2 separate regions of the Oryzias latipes genome follow, and region 1 is linked to region 2. Evidence: chromatin contacts called from public Hi-C data. All regions are on one chromosome and are shown on one strand. The core of a region is the stretch at or near the end of the contact, and the rest is flanking DNA. Distances in the headings are between cores, read along the strand shown.

The links. Hi-C and Micro-C count contacts between places; a contact is called where the count stands out from the background.
Region 1: a Hi-C map of gastrula embryo shows a contact between it and region 2, with 1.8 times the contacts expected there. The contact joins the promoter of zbtb11 here to the enhancer-like site in region 2. A contact is called at or near these places in 5 of 5 Hi-C or Micro-C datasets (embryo, fibroblasts and gastrula embryo).

What each region holds. Positions count from the first base shown.
Region 1 is chr4:27,466,882-27,470,388 of ASM223467v1, forward strand. zbtb11 (zinc finger and BTB domain-containing protein 11) reads right to left here and starts at 1,843. Exons shown (of 10, transcript XM_011474429.3): 1 at 1,367-1,843; 2 at 555-784; 3 at 206-437; 4 at 1-141. The coding sequence starts at 1,676.
Region 2 is chr4:27,407,342-27,410,761 of ASM223467v1, forward strand. No RefSeq gene overlaps it. Among protein-coding and RNA genes, the nearest start is that of tp63, 26 kb to the right of the region's middle. Within about 2 kb of position 1,825, at least 2 of the 8 cell types and tissues checked have an H3K27ac peak or open chromatin away from gene starts, as enhancers often do. A contact at or near this core is called in gastrula embryo, where this site is marked.

The DNA.
Region 1 (3,507 bases), core at 593-3,092, 60 kb after region 2:
CAGACTCGCATATCTGCAACACCTCTGTCATCAGCAGGTGGCGGGCAAGGTTGGCGATGTCCGCCATGATGCAGAAGTTAAATGTCAGCTTGGAGGTGTAGGCGAAGTCCAGCAGCGGGAGGAAGCTGGCTTTAGCGAAACCTGCAGAGAGGGGACCAATCAGAGAAGAGAGAAAACACCCGGCAAAGGCGGGAACGCCGCTCACCGCTCAGGTCCACCACAGCTTCGTGTGTGGTCACAGCACCCTTCTCGAAGAAGAGCTCGTTGAAGTATTCACTGCATGCAGCCAGAACCGCTTTGTGCGCTCTGTACTCGTCTCCTTCGATCAGCAGCGTGATGTCACAGAACTGATTTTCCAGGCGCTGCCTGTTGAGTTTGTCCAGCATCGTCTGGCTGTGTTTGGGCAGAAACTGATTCACCTCCCCTCTGCTGTCCACCTGGAACAGACATAAACCCGTCTCACCTTTTCAGTCAAGCTTGTGTTTTCCCTGCTGTGCTGCATCTCTGCTTCAGAAAGAGTTTGGCTTGAAGCAAAATAGAATCATGACACTTACAAAGACCACTTCATGCCTGCCCTTTTCTTTAGGCGCCCTGGATTTCTGCTGCGAAGATACATCCTTAACGAAGAAGCCATCGTCCTCCTCCTCCTCTTCTTCCGGCTCCTCGTCGTGCCGGCGCTTCCCCGTCCTGGAGAATGACCGAGATCCAGACCCGTCGTCCATGCTCCGCTTGCTCTGACAGTGAGCACACTCCCTGATGTGGTCCTTGACGTTTTTCAGAATTCCTCAAATGTCAGAAACACGGGTAAAAGGTCAGCTTTGCCATTCTGTGTAGCAAACTTATACCAAAAAGGTTAAACCTATGAAGCAGTTATTGACTAGCTGTGTGAATTATATGCTTGCAAGACAGATATCTTATCTTCCAGAATTTAATTGAATCTTCTCATAAGACTTATGACAGAAGTACTGTTCTGTGGTGGCAGTGTTATGGTCTGGGGGCTAAATTGGTTTCTCAGATCTAAATTATTTTAATATATGCTCAAAAACATCCTGGTTACTTCTGTTAAAACGTTTTTCTAGATCCACTAGAAAAACTGTGACATGATTGTAGAAATATAGTGTGGTATGTTACATAAAAAAAAGATTTTAAAAAAATAGGTAAGTCTAGGATAAACAAAAGATTAAATGAAACGTTAAGTATATCAAAAAAACACCAGATGGCGACAAAGAGTCGTGGTGCGTAGAGCGTCACCGGGTTGCGTAGCTGTCATATTTCACTTGCTGTCGATTTTTTACGTCTCCACCGAATAAACAGATCTACCAAAAAAAAATTCCCCAGGTTCTTCCAAGGTAATTAAGCATATTACCTCTCCACCAATATTTCTGGGAGATAATTTCCCATGTGAGTTGCTGGTTGAAATGCTCCCCTTCTGCCATAGTGTGCGCATCTTTGATAAGTTCCTTCCTCCGGCTGTCCTGCAGTACAACCTCCAGCTCCGTGAAATCATTCTGACCCTTTAGTCGTCGCTGGTAAAACAAAGTCCCGTTCCGGACAACGTAGCAGGCAGCAGCTTTTCGGATTTTCCTCTTGGTGTTGCCTGGCGTCCCCGGTGCATACGGCTCCCGTTCATCCGTCAGATAGCGTCTGATAGCCAAGTAGCTTTCTTCACACGACATGTTTGTCTCTGCTTACTCGCGTTTTCCGCGCCGACGTGCGAGTTTGTGCCAAAGAGTGGAGCTCTGTGATGCTTCTTAAATAGTAGATTTTTTATTTAGCGCTCAAAAGCAGATTAAGCAGAGATATACACAATAAATTCACATTTCAAATTGTTTTTTAAGGTGGAACTGCTGTTCGTTGCCGTAACGGAAGACTTGCCCGAACAGACAAAATGGCTGCTGCACAACCGGATATTGCGTAGACAAAGACGGAAGTAAACAAGAAGGGCTTCCGCCACAAGATGGCGACATAGTCAAAGGTATTTGTTTGTATTTATGTATTTATTTATTCAAATTGAAATATCGTCATTACTAAACTCTCGCAGACACAATGATGCAAGGCACAGCTCTTCACAAAAAAACGTATACATTTTAAAATATAGAAATCTTTCAGCATAAATTAGATTTTAAGGCAATCAACAATCTGGATCTTAAATCAGTAACCACTCTGAAGTAGATTTACAAATGTCGTCAATGAAAGAACTTGAGTTCTGAATACATTTCAATGAGGTTATAAATACAGTCTGACTTCATTTTTAAAACACAGGAAATTCGGCCGATCTTTTTTCCACTTTTTTTCATGAAAATGATATTTTCCCCAAATCAGAAGGAAGTTTCTAATTTTGATGTCTCTTTTGACAACTTACTGTTATAAAGCAAAATATATTTTTCTGTGAATTGTGTGAGGTTTATTTTTTGACTAAGCCAATAATGAAAATCTTGCCAGAATCTGGACATGAATCATGGACATTGACAATCATGTACTGGAAAGAGTGACTGAAATCAAGTTCTTTGGAGTAATTATGGACGAAAGAATAAGCTGGAAACCACAAATTAAGCAGGTCAGAACTAAATTTGCTAAAAGCAAAGCAGTCTTGGGAAAAACCCACCATACTTTTACTCACAAAGCACGTTTACTAATATTTCAGTCAGACAACTCATGCAGTAAAGAATAATTTTTCCATATTTCTTTTAGTTTGGCACAAGGCTCCTTTCAAATACATAAAGCAAAGATCTCCATATAAAACTTTGGGTATTAAACTACCCCTAACAGAGCTCACAGGTGGAAGCCGGGGAGGAGGGTGGGCTGACGAACGCAGAGCTCGCGGAAAAGGAACAAGAGGATTGGACCGCACTTGGAACTTAAGTAGGACGCTGAACAGGTGAGTTGATTAGACTGAACCGCCCGCAGGGAGGAGTAACCAGGTAAACGCACTGCTCGAGTTGCCTGCCTGAAATACTCCCAGGGTCGTTCAGATTAATCCATAATACTACCATATTTACAGTACAGCGTAGAAGTTTGGGGAAATACTTATAAATCAAACCTATAGTGTTTATATGTCTTACCAAAAAAAGCTGTTCGAATTGTGGATTATGGGACAGTTACAAATACTCTATTTTTAAAGTCGTGTTTATTGAAACTATGGGATCTAGTGAAACTTAAAACGGCTCTCATCATGTATAAAGCCAGATACAGCCTACTTCCAATAAACTTACAGCAAATGTTCAAACATTTCTTCTTTACAAAAAATTGAAACAAATCAGCTAACCAAGGAAGCTAATTATGGACTTTAGTAAATCCAGGTGCACACAGCAGCCTGCCCTCTTTATACAAGGAGAGGATGTGCTGAGGGCTTTAAGTTTCTTCTTGTGAACATCTCTGCTGACCTCACCTGGACATCACATATCAGCCACCAGGGGAAGAAAGCACAACTTCATTTGTGAGAGCAGTGAGAGCGTCCTGACCTGCTGCACTGCCTGGTTCAGCAGCTGCATGGAGGCAAACAAGAAG
Region 2 (3,420 bases), core at 575-3,074:
GAAGAAAAAACAAGATTTACAAGATGGATGTTGAGGTACAGTTATTGTTGCAAATTCCGTTCGAAAATGTTCAAGAAAATCTCTTCAAGTGCAAAAGGTGAAACAAATATTTGGCTGAGAGGGCTGTTTAAAGCGCTTTTCTTCATCTGAAATGTTAGCAATGAAGGTCCACTGAGTGTAAGTCACAGTGAGTGTGCATCAATACTTTGTCAACACTGCTCGCATGATAAATGACTGTCAATGCTGAGATCTGCATTCCTCACTGAAAAGGTAAGCTGTTGCCTCCGGCTAGATAATGTGGTTTGTGCTTCACCTGAATTATTTTCCAGCAGCAGAACACCACACTAATCAGCCTGAAGTTTGTGGATTTTTACTCAAACGTGGGAGAGCTGCTGATGAGTAATTATGAGCTGCAATGAAGCTGTTTGTTCTGGCACTGAAAGTGGAGGGTAAGTTTACTCTGCCTCACGTTCAGTTTTTATTCTTTTGTTTAAAATTACACTCTGGTCATCTCTTGATCTGTGGTAAAAGCATTCCCAGTGGTCTTTAAAGTATGACTAACCCTTTTCTAGCCAAAATAAGAAAAACCTGTGTCATTTTTTAGGACAGATTTTTTCCAGAGCGACAGTAGTTCATTAGAAATTCACCTCTGAGTTGTGGGCGGAGCTGTTACTGTGCCCATTCCCATTTCCCAACATACACGCTCTCCCAATAGCTTACAGTGACTCACATCTCCAAGCTAACATAACGGGTGCAACAAAAATGGCGAGCAATATTGGAGCAATCCAGGCGTACAAACAAAAACGTGTATGGAACTAGTCGTCTACAAGGGGATGCATCAGAAGGGAGCGGACCAGGGAGGTTGAGGTTTTCCAATTGTAGCACTGACGTCACACTTACAAGCTTTTTCCTACGTATCTGGTCCTGATTCTCAACAATTTAAATAAATAAATAGTCAGAAGCGCAGTTTTAAGCCTAAATTTGTTTCTATATGTCCTCCATCATCAGAAAAATCCCACAAGAGCATGTTAAAAACTTAAGAAAATCATTGGAAAACCGCTCCTGTTACAGAGATGGTTGGCTGTAATTGCTTTTGTTGGAGGTCAAGGCCATTGTCACTCACTGCGGAAGTCTTCATGTCTGGCCCGACAGGTCCAAGTGGTTATTTCGCCCCATTGCGATGTGAGAAGGGTTTCCTTCTGCCCCCAAGTGGAATCTGATCAGCAAAGTAAGAGGCTTGGAAACTGCCGATCAGTCCCTGTGACCCCGGATGGCCTCGGCAAACATCCAGAGATGCCTGGGATGCTTGGGGCAAGTAACATAAGACACATTCTGCGAGACACTCTTGCAGTCCTGGTGTGGCACGCAGTCTTCTCATCTCTCTGAAATGCCTTCAAAGCCCTCAGAGATATGCCAGCCTGGATACAGGGCTTTTTTTCACAGCTCATGCAACCTCAAGTCAACATTTTCCTTTTTTTGACATTTGTGTTGCCTGTTTGTTTGGTAAACATGTTACACCTGTCAAAGGAATGCCGGTTGCTAACGGGCCAAGTCCAGCAGCATCTCTCGTGTTTGGTGTTGCTTTCCCCCTCTTCTCACCTCTGTCGCTTTTCCATCTGTTGCCCTTGCAGCGGTGAAAGCAGTAAGTGTGAAGCAGTGAATGTGTGAGGAAACGTACGCATGTGTTTGCATGCGCTGTGCTGTTAGCTGGTGAGGCTACTGGGTTGTTGTCTGGATTGCTGTCTTGTAATGGAGCTAGAGACAGTGTTTTTATTTATCCCTCCCCCAGCTGTCACTGTTGTGTCTGGAGTGTGTTTGCTGAACTCAGGGCCAGGGGACACTTGGAGAGCTGTCAAATCCACCAACCCTCCCAGCTATGCAGAATGCTGCAGCCCTGAACACACCCGGATTCTTGCTGTGGAAAACAAAAGCAGAGAAGGACATTTAGGAAACTTACGAGCTTTATCTGACTCTCCTGCTCATCAATTTTGTCCAGGAAGACAGAGATTCTATTTCTAACTAAAATAATAGAATAATATACAAAATCATGACAAGATGATTATCAGATGCCACTACAACACAATGATGTGGAATGAGGGCATCAAAAGCCAAATTGCTATAAAATGGAAGTGAATAATCGTTACAGCTCCGGCAGGAGAACGAAAAAAAAGAATTTTCCATCCACTTATTATCTTGTTTTTAAATGCCTGACTTAAAAATGCCAGTTTTGGTCCAAATGTAGCTTTGGAACACCTGCTGAAAAAATTCCCCTTCCTCAAGTAAAACTGTGCACGGAAAACTCCAACGATCCCGGGGGCTTTTTACGGGTTTCTTCTCTTTGTGATGCAGTGACACCAAATCGTTGTCCAAATTTCCTATCAACTCCCTAACTACTAAAGCTATATAGTGCGGGACTACTAACAGCAATTCGGACATCAGCCTAACTACTTTTTCTTAAACGCAAAATATGACGTCACCGATGTCCTGGAGTGAATACCTAAGAAATGCGACCTTTATAATGCCCTAAATAGTGAGGGAATTTGGACCCAACCCATCCATCCATGTCCTGTTACAAAGGGAGCAGCTCTTTTACATGCAGAATGCAGACGCATTGAGGTCATTATGTAAAGTTTTCAGACATGCATTGCGAATGAACCACCTTAAAACTACTGAAGACGTAGGAATAAATCAAAGAACACGTAATTCAATGTAGAACATGAACCGTGCATGACTATTGTGCTGTTATTATGCAATTTGTTAGGGATTCGAGCGTCACTTACGTAATTTTAACGTGATATGTGCGCATTCACATGCACATCCAAGCTGTCTGCAATCTGATGCTTAAAACAATATTTTACTGCCGCAGTGGAAAGGTTGTACATCGGTGGTAGATGCGCAAAAAGCCTTTTAGACATACGTGGAACGGTCACGAAAAGCCACAAATCTGCATTTGCAAAAATCACACATAATTGCGTAAGATTTATATGATAACTGCATACGCACAAACTCTGTAATTCTAAACCACCCAAAATTTTTGAGCAGCTCAAAACCAAATTCAAGTAGAGACCGACTCCCTGATGTGCACGCATGGACGAATGACAAACGCAAGAAACACTTAAGAATTCTGTATATCACGCAAGTATCACGAAAGACTGGAATTACACACGTGGAAAATGGGCAAAATGTACCTAGTGACTGTGTGACACAGCCTTGGGCCTGCGATATCATCCACTCCCGCTTTGAAATGAAACATCCAGAAATTGAATGAATTTGGTTTCCTATAAAGTACTAGAACTCAGGGAATAAGATGGGACAAAATGATGTCAAGTCAAGCATTTTTTGAAGTTTTACCAGCTAACCACCTGCTCCAGTTAAAAGCTTTTTTTATTTTTGTTTTTTTTTAAGAAACGCAAAAGCTAA